Regions from separate parts of the Zea mays genome. Here region 2 is linked to region 1. Evidence: chromatin contacts called from public Hi-C data. All regions are on one chromosome and are shown on one strand. The core of a region is the stretch at or near the end of the contact, and the rest is flanking DNA. Distances in the headings are between cores, read along the strand shown. Region 1 has its middle 13 kb from the start of LOC109940193. Region 2 holds the start of LOC103629886 (homeobox-leucine zipper protein ROC8).

Region 1 (5,008 bases), core at 1,573-4,072:
CTTCGGGTTACTTCGGGTAAAACTTTATGCATGAGGAGAGAGCAGAAAATTAACTTATCTGTGTTTAATTGTATTTCAATTTAATTTCCCATATTTGATATAGTTGTTATGGCCACTTGGCGATATATATAAATATATGATGCCACACAGCACAATCAAACAAAATATAGAGCGAAAAAAAATTGTTTACGAAGGTTGCGCGACAAAGTAACCTTAGGGGCTCAGATAACCCACCACATTCTACGCGAGTACAAGCTCCAGCGTAACTGGTGTCAATGCGTGTGCGGCCATCAGGGCTACGACAACACAATAAGCCCTCGTAACAAGCGCAATAGGCGCATATATGGCTTGATAGTCGGGGTACACGAAATGTCCACACAACGTGCGCAACAGGCGCATTTGTGTCTCGATGATCACGATAGACGAATAGTGCCAACAGGGCATGCAAAAAATATGTGATTCGGCGATGGCGGTCTCACTCAACGGGAGCAGTTTGATTAAATGAGAGTGCAACATAGCAATCACATGACGCCAAGTTCGTACGCCACAATATTGCATCATGTTGACAGGGCGCGGCCAATGCCATAACTCAACCGATTAATAATTTAGCCTGATCGGCATGTCCGGGTACCCACGATACAATTTAATCGCTCGACGTGAGTTCAAAAGCTCAACGCAACACAAATATTTAGAGCGATTTGAGTATACACAATATAACCTTCACATGCATTTTAATAATTTTCTGCTAATTATTTACTACGGGAAATAATTATTAATGCAGAAAAAATAAACACCATAATTAATATATAAGCATAACACATCAGGTGTAAAAGACATTAAATAATTTTCTACTATAGGAAATAAGTAATTGAAGTAGAAACCGTAACATAAAATATGTATTCTATTTCCACCGACATGCACTTGCATGCACGCAAGAGCAAAAATGGTGCACATCCATGCCCATGTAATACATAGACGTGTATCTCACGCACGTCAGGAACGGCTCCTAGGTCGTATCACAGGCTCGTAGCCACCCAGTCAATGACCACACCTGACAATACCGTATGGATCCGGAATTGGCGCGTTCGGAATTGATCACGCTTACTCTCTAACATTTGCAGCCTCCATGACCGCGAAAATGTGGGAGCACCATGGCCGTCCAAGGAGCCCGTCGCGGCACGCGGGCTCGCAATCCATGTTCTATGCCGAGCGTAGGATCACGGGGCTCTTCGAGGCTACGGCGCAACGCCTCCATGCTCCTGCGTTACTTGTAGAAGGGGCAGATCGCCGGTAGTGGCTACGGCGCGACACGGCTTCTACGGCTTCCGGCGCGACCTCGGCATGGCGTGCGGGCGTTTTGTGACAGAGTCGAGCACTGGCAATTGGGCAACAGGCCCTTGGCGACAGCGGTGACGACCGCACAGGCTGAGCACCTCGACGGTGAGTCCATATTCCCCATGCCGAGGATGAACGACAACGTACACAACAACGGATCAACCAATAAACATACTGTTTGTGCGTAGAGGGAGAATCGAAGGCTGTCGCGTAGGACAGTTCGGCTAGGCCGAGAGACCTGCCGGCTTGATGAGGAGTTGATGCATATCGGATCCCGCAGCAACATCGAGGTAGAGCGTGCTGATAACGTATTGAGATCTACGTCACCACGGATCACCAGATCTGCTTCCTTCCCTCCTGTCAGCAGTAGAGGCGCAAGAAGCTGTAGAGTACCCGTCTCCCTTTCCATAAGCACGACAGAGGAAACACACGAGACACAGGATATAGGGTTGGGCCTCTGGTCTCTTTCTGATCTATCTAATATGAAGGGGTGTACAGGTTCCTTATATAGAGATGTGAGACCTCTCAGGGGCAAAGCAGGTATTTGTCCATATAACCCTAACTAGGGTTACTTAACAAGTGCAACTAACTGCAAACCCAGCAGCAGCACATGCCGGCGCCGGCCGTCCCTACCGTTCTCCTCCCATGCATGGCAAAAGAAGATGGAGATGCCTGGCATGGTCCAACGCATGAATTACCAGAGGGGAGAACATGGTGGCCATGAATGGAAAGTGTACAGATCAGGTCAACATCGCACTAAGACTGGCTTCAACCGTGGCCTCTCCCTTCGTTGTGACGGCGCCAGTACTCCCTCTTCCTCTTTATCGGTGCCCCCTACCGCTGCTACAGTGGTAGCGGGTGGTTGTTGTGCACGCTAGATGAAGAGGTACCACAACAGCCCCCTTGCCTCGGTTTCTGTGCACAGAATTATTTATTAGTTAAGAAAAAATTGATAATAGATGGTGAATAGGTATGAAAAATAGTATTTTATAATTATAGTGAGGTATATGAGAAGGATTTAGAGGGAACCGCTGTACAGGGTGGAGATATAAGGGAAAGAGAATGCTGACGTGACACGTGAGTGAGATATAGGAGGAGAAATTTAGGGGTAACCGCTAAACATAGTCTAACCAAACACCAACGTTGTCTGCGTCGTCGACAGGACAGACCGGGCCTTTCCTTTCCCGTCCCCCAGCCGACGATCGCTACTGATGAAAACCAGACGGACGACGGGCATCCTAACTTCATCGGCGGCCACCGCGCCCGGCCCTCTCGTTGTCAATCATCGCCCCATGTCTACCACGTCTATCGAGGTTGGTCGTGCATGTCGGGCCCGCAAAGATAGCAGGGGCAATCATAAACGCGGTTGCTAAGTATAAATGTTTGTTTTGACCAAGGCAATCTTGCAGTTTTGTAGTAGTGGGTTTGTTAGGTTTTGGCATTCCTATAGCCACCACCACCAGTGAGTCCACGTCCACCACTGCCCCTTCCTCCCCCAAAAGCATCCTGAAACCACTCGCCTTCTCACCCCCAACCGCCACCAGCGCACCTCCACGTCCACGGCCACTCCCGCTTGCTATTGCTAGTCGTTTCCGCCTCCTCCACTTGCCGCGCACCGCCACGGCCGTGGCGCGGCGCCGCCGTGGCCGGGCGGTATGAAGAGGCTGTAGAAGCAGAGCGGTGGCCTGCAGGTGTGCGCGAACGCCGGGCTCCTCAGCCCGCTCGGAGGCCGCTCGCGGCGCCGTGCGAGGCTGACGCTGTACGCGGTCGCGGTCGCGGTCGCCTTCGCCGCGTTCACCGCCTACGTCGCCTTCGCCTTGCCCCCCTCCGCGGGCGCTGCAAGTGAAGTTTCAGGCAGTGGTTCGGCTGCTGGAAATGGCAGCACTGTAAAGCCTCATGCTGGAGATGCTGTTCGGGCCGGGAGGGAGCAGGGGTTCTGCAAACGGCGGAGATACCGTGGCTGATCTGAATAATGGTTCAGATGCTCCTCAGACCTCCCAGGAAATCGAAATGGCGATGCAAGCCATAAAGCAGATGCAAGCTCTAGTTTGGGGAAGAGTAAAGATATAGATGCTGTGACGACGACCGAGAGTACAGATGCTCCTCAACCAGACAGTGGAAGTGGAGATGCAAGGCACGAAGAACCGCCTGGGAAGTTCTAGTCCGGCAAAGAGCAGTGCTGGAGATGGCGAAGTTGAGGGCAGTAGTAGTGTTGTTCCAGCTAGTAATCAAACTGGTAGTCAGGCCTTGCCAGGGCAGAAAGATGCTGGATCTCCCAGTCCCAGCAACAACAAGCAGACAGTTGTAGCATCTCCCAATGTGAAGAGGAATCCGGAACAGACCGGGCGCCAAGCTGCTCCCGGCAGGAGCAGTGGTGCAGCGAATAATCCGAAAGGAAATGCTGCTGCTGCTGGTTCATCAGAGAACCATTCGGCGGCGCAAGGAAACTCCTCGAGATCTGGAAATAACAGCAAGGGTAGCAGGTCATCAGTAGAGCAGGATGGCGGTTCTGGTTGGAATGGGAAGAAAGCCGATTGGTTCAGCGAAGTGGCTAGTTGCGATATGTTCCATGGGGATTGGGTCAGGGATGACTCGTACCCTCTCTACCCGGAGGGATCATGCCCTTACTTACATCGACGAGCCCTTTGACTGCTACCTCAACGGGCGGCGAGATCTTGCTTTACCAGAAGCTCCGCTGGCAACCCAGTGGATGCAGTATCCCGAGGTGAGTGAGGAACTGAGGCCTATAAAGGTTGTTAGTTAGAACAGTGGATGCAATGACCTGACCTTTTTAATGGTTTCATCATTTCAAGCTTGGTTTAATTGTAGTAATTTGCCAGGATCATCATCGTATCTGTGCCATATATTTCAGATTGAACCCAACGGACATGTTGGAGAGGCTGAGAGGAAAAAGCTAGGCTTGCTTTCGTTAGTGATTCACTCAACAGGAACGAACATGTGGGAGTCCCTCGTGTGTATTCTGTGGAGTTGTGTCCAGGACAAGCTAGGGAAGGTTTTTGAGGCATCCGGCAGGCGTGAGTTTAAGACCGAAGGCTCATACTCTTTCCTGTTCACGGTATTATACTCTTTCGCATCTCCACTACGTACGTCGTACGCAGTGGGGGGCAATGGAACTCAGGTGGCAGCTGTGACAAGGAGAGCGAGCCGATAACCAACGAACAGTACCTCTCGACCACCTACCCGGCGAAGATGAGCGTCCTGGACTGGAGGACGTGATCCGCAGGACGACAACTCCGGTGGTTTACCTCAGCATAACGAGAATGAGCGACTACAGAAAGGACGCGCACCCTTCCATCTACCGCAAGCAGCACAAGGACCTGAGCAGCGAGGAGAGGTACTTGCAGGACTGCAGCCACTGGTGCCTTCCTGGAGTACCACCGGATTCCTGGAGCGAGCTGCTTTACGCTCAGCTTTTGATCAGGCAGCATCAAATTATTGTAAAGTCGACATGGTGATCAAAGTAAGGTCGACATGGGAACTGAGGATTCTCCTAAATCCATATATAGAGAGTAAAGTTGTCCAGCGAGTGCTGCCTCCCAGTGAGTGTAGAGTGTACCCACACAAATTTATCTCTAGGGTGGATGCCTAACTGTTTATACGGTTGTAAAACGGTTCTGTATAGGCTTGCGCACTAGCTAGCGCTGTCAAATTT
Region 2 (5,008 bases), core at 1,334-3,833, 75 kb after region 1:
AAAGGACGTTGATCGGGAGCATCTGCTCGATCTCCATGTGTTCGACCCAGGTCACCTACAGCACACATGATATGAACGTGTCAGGTCAGGTCAGTGGCAGCAACCATGGCGTGGCACAGGGCAATGCACGTGCACGTGGAGCACAGCTGCACAGGAGCATGAGCCGCTCGTCGCGTCGACCACCTTGGAGTAGCCGTTCGACATGTCGGCGATGAGGCACCCCGACGGCATGCGACGGGAGCGGGACGGCACGCCGTAATGGGCGTCGCGCTGCCCCTCCAGGGAGACGTCCGCGACGGCCCACAGCCCCTGCTCGATCTGCTTGCAGTAGCGGAGGAAGCTCAGCTCGCGAGTCGGCACGACCGGAGTCATGATGTGCAGCTCCTCATACATCTGCACGACGCGCGCCATTAGTTTTCCTTCCAATGATCACATCACACGACATTGTTTCCAATGATTCGACGGCGCTACCATGATTAAGGACTCGCTCCTCCCGCCCAAGCCGTTCACGAGAACATCGACGGTTTGCGCCTTGGACACGATGCCGGGGAAGAATTCCATCCACTTGTTCTGCAACAACAACATGGATCAACCATCGCCATGGGCGCGGCGCGCGGGGAGACGAAGGGAAGTTAAGGAATGCGTACGTACCGTGTCCATGAAGACGTCGACGAGCGCGACGGCGCTCATGAACACGAGGCCCGAGTCCCTGGACGCCTCGACGTTGATGTCCGGCGGGCGGAACGCGGCGCCGGGCTTGGCGAAGAGGCTGTCGTAAGTACCGACGTCGAGCACCTCCCTCGCGTCCCCGGGCACGCCCTTGACCCAGATTTGCTCGCCGGCCTGGGCGAGCCGGATGAGCTCGTCCATGGCGCGCGCCGCCATATCGACCATCATGGGGCGCTCCATTTCCGTCACGGGCGCCGGCACCTGGTACGGCAGCCCGGACGAGCAGCCGCTGAGGAGGTCGAGGTCCAGCGACGGCCCGCCGAGGGAGCCCATCCCGCCCACGGACAGGTCCAGCGACGACACGGACATGGTCGGCACCGGAGGCATCTGCGTGAACGGCCGGCCGAGGTACTTGGACGTGATGCTCGACACCCGATCCAGCTGCAGGTTGGCAGGCACCCACCCAAGAGCCAAGAATGAAGAGAGACGTACAGTGCAGAAATACACGGAGACAGACAGACCGGCGAGGACGGACGTCTCCGGAAACAGCTAGCACGCGTCGTTGGCCAACTCACGATTTACCTCTTCCTTGAGGCGGGCATTCTCCATGCGGAGCTTCTGCTCGTCGAAGAAGTCCTCGTCGACGGGCGGGCCGCCGCAGCTGGGGCAGATGACGTTCTTGAGCGCCTCGCGCATGGTGATGTTCTCGCACCGGATCTTGTCGTTCTCCGCGCGCAGGAAGCAGTTGTCCGCGCGCTCGTGCTGCGCCTGCAGCTCGCACAGGCACACAGGAGCGTCGTCATCCATCAAGAACCCGTGGAAAACAAGCCGACAGAACAGAATGTCGAAATGCAACAGCACGGCGACCTCGTGAAAGAAACTAAAAGAAAATCAAAGGAACCGGGACACTGCTGTGCTCAGTATGATACCTTCATCTGGGTGCGGCGGTTCTGAAACCAGAACTTGATCTGGCGCGGCTCCAGGCCGAGCTCCCGGCTGAGCGCGGCGCGCTGGTTCTCGTCGGGGTGCGGGCACTCCTTGAACATCCTGCAGTCATGGGCGAGCACGCACGCCATTACATTCCTTTCCGCCAAACCATCACGTCTCACGACGAACAACCACAAGGGCGGCCGGACAGAATAAAGAAGCAGCAAAAGAAATGGAAACGAAGCGAGATCGTACGCCTCGAGCTGCTGAATCTGGCGCGGCGTGTGCCGGTGGTACCGCTTCCGCTGGCGCTGGCTGTCGGAGCCCTCAGGTTCGTCGCCGAAATCCATTGCCGGCTGGCTGCAGGCTAGCCACCCACCTACTACTACTACTACCAACCTTGTCTTGTCCCTCCTGCTCGCTCACTCGTTCCACAGCTGTAAGGGAAGGAGTAGAGATCTCTGTGCTGCTCTGCTGCAGTGCCTTCTGTGGCCTGGCCCCCTGCTCTGATTTATACACGACGATGAGTAGGCCGGGCAAGACTGCGCCGGAGTGGTAGCCGCCTTCCAGTTCCAGCTCGAGACGAACGCTGCAGAATAGGCAGCAGGGTATCGCGAAACCTTGGGGATCCAGACATGCTTCACGCCATTTCCACACCCACCCCCACTGCGCAAGCTTCCACCTTGTTTCCTTCCTGGCTAGCGCTTATCTCTCTCCTCCCGGCCCGTTTCTCTCTCTCTCTCTATCCCTCTCCCGTTTCCACGGCAACAGTTACACTTGCTCGCTCGCCGTCTCTATCCTCCGTCCTCCCCGGCCGGTCCTTGGTCTAGGAACTGCTGCTTCCTGCCAATCTTTCTTCCTCCTGCTCTGGCAGGAGAGGTAGGGTGGTGTGAGGAAGCAGGAGCAGCAGTAACCGGTGCGAGCGAATTAAGGGCCGAGGTTTTTAAGCAGCGCAGGGCGCCCGGCGAGGCCATGACTGCTCTCTTTCTCTCTCTACAGTCCCCTCTGTTGGGTTTGGATGGGAACAGCTGGAGCCATTTAAGGCCAAACGGGTCGGGTCTGCAAGCTGCATTACCTCATCAGATCCCCCTCCCCACTCCACCCGCAGACATCTACTTGATAAATTTGTATTTTTTTTCCTAATATTTTCATATAGATATTTGACGACTTTGTTTAAATGGAATATATAGGTGTAGGATGTGTCTGCTCCTATTTTTACTGAATTTGGAGCTCAGCTCACACTGATTAGCCATAAGTAGATGTGAAAGCAGTCGCTAACGGTCAGAAAAACCTTTTCACCATTTTCACACGTATAAGTTTTTGTTCAGTCAGAATTAGGAAATAGAAAATCAGAAATGGATTATGCCGGTAAATTTTGGTATATTGAAAACGCATAAATTCTAACAAAAAATCTTGAAATCGATCGAGAAACAGTAATTTAAATCAGAGAAAACGCACAAGAATTAAGTTCTAACCACGCACAATTGTTTATTCGTATCCACGTGCAAGTCCCAACCACACAAATACACAATACAGTCTTAATCATACACAATTGATCGTGCATGTCCACTCATAAATTTTAATCACACAATACATAAGTCTTAAACACGTTGATACATAAGTCTTAAACATGTTGATATATCTTCTATGATATCTGAAGAAGTAAATGTCATATTTAAAATCTTCAAATCTATAGAAAGGGATGTGATAGGCGTGGAAGCTAAATTGCAAGGACACAAGATAATGCTAGTAAAAAAATCTTCTATAGTTACCAATAAAACTTTTTAAAATTGTAACCTTTACGTGTTGCAGCTATCCAATCTCAGGATCAAGACAACTACAATATGGACCAACAACTCATCCACCGACACTAAAAACAGACTCTAAAGCAACAGTTGACACTTGTATAGCCATAAATCACGAGCCATCCGAGAAACAACAGGATATTCCTCTTTTTTTATTCTTCCACCGTGCCACAATATCAAACTCACTTTGTTTCAGAAGTGGTTCTACCATATACTTGTCTAAATCATTATACCTACCACTACTAGGACCAAGATCATCATACAACAAAGTGTTAAGTTCATCATTAGAGACACCACCACTAGGAGCAAGATCACTCAAGTTTTTTTGGTAAATCTTAAAATAGACGGTTGAGATGTCCCACTGTTTACCATTCTGTTTTCAAAATTACTTATCACATTTTTGCACCATTTTTTGTATATCTCGAAAAATTCAAAAATAGCGAAAAAATGGTAGACTAAACCAGAAAATTACCGAATTTTGTCTACTGTTTACACATCCATCCATAAGACAATTAATTTTAATCTTATAACGTAAAATTGCATGTGTTGTATAACGTAACTTTGGACGTACTATTTTTAATCTGGGCATATACCTAATCTAGTAATGTGGGTATATGCACATATTGTTTTATCGTGATGCATAATACTATAATGTTAATTTGCACATAGCATGTAGTGCTTCTTTTTCTTATTAAGATAAGCAAGTTTCAAAACTTGACGTACAAACCATAGAATGGGTACCCTAAGGCCTTGTTTGTTTGTCCAATATTAGACCAGAATTGTTCCAGCTTATCAAAGTTTATATAAATTAGAGAATCAATCTAGCTAGAAATCGTTCCAACCCATCATTATTCCATGCAAACCAAACGAGGCCTAAATGTTCGGTTACCATGGTTTCATGCTTCCATTTGAGCTGGAAATGTCAATTTAAACCACACAATGCTTCATATTTACAGGACTAAAACTCTGTGAATTGGATAACTATGAGTGAATTGGATTATAGATGCACATAATCAAAATCCTACATTACCATTCTCACATATTTTCCATTCAAGCAAAGTTCAATAACATAAATTTGAAGAAGCAATGGTTCATACTTGCTAATAGATATAAGCTAAAAATTGTTGATCTATTAGTGTTTTAGTTTGAGCGGTATTTTGTAATGTTAATTTGATGTGTCATGCTTCATCTTAGTAATTGGACTAGAACTCTGTGTGCGAATTGGGTAACTAGTTATAAATTGCTCCTTTAATCTTTATATGCTTACCATGTGAGAGAAATTTGTACGAGTTTGACTGTCAGCTCTTTTGTGGAAACTTTGTATTGATTTAAAAAAATTTGGAGCTTCGTACTAATGGAAATCCTTTTTTGAATAGTATGTGTGAAGTGATGGATGGTCAATAAGCTTTGTTAATTGTTTGGTATTCCCCGTTCATGGTGTGTAGTTGATATTTTGTACCATCAATTTTTGCATCACAACGGTAGCAAATGAGGTTCCATTTGTTTTCACAAGTACACATTTCATACTAATGAAAATTTTGGAGCTTCATACTAATGGAAATACTTTTTCATGTGAACTCCATTTGTGTTCACACGTACACCTTCGA

The links. Hi-C and Micro-C count contacts between places; a contact is called where the count stands out from the background.
Region 2: a Hi-C map of leaf shows a contact between it and region 1, with 2.5 times the contacts expected there. The contact joins the promoter of LOC103629886 here to the enhancer-like site in region 1. A contact is called at or near these places in 6 of 25 Hi-C or Micro-C datasets (bundle sheath, ear, leaf and 3 more).

What each region holds. Positions count from the first base shown.
Region 1 is chr6:120,631,884-120,636,891 of Zm-B73-REFERENCE-NAM-5.0, forward strand. It overlaps the pseudogene LOC118472313. Among protein-coding and RNA genes, the nearest start is that of LOC109940193, 13 kb to the left of the region's middle. Within about 2 kb of position 2,823, at least 9 of the 20 cell types and tissues checked have an H3K27ac peak or open chromatin away from gene starts, as enhancers often do. A contact at or near this core is called in bundle sheath, ear and leaf, where this site is marked.
Region 2 is chr6:120,707,125-120,712,132 of Zm-B73-REFERENCE-NAM-5.0, forward strand. It overlaps LOC103629886 (homeobox-leucine zipper protein ROC8), which reads right to left and starts at 2,584. Exons shown (of 10, transcript XM_008650985.4): 1 at 1,852-2,584; 2 at 1,599-1,716; 3 at 1,252-1,437; 4 at 652-1,110; 5 at 472-570; 6 at 184-393; 7 at 1-55. The coding sequence starts at 1,946.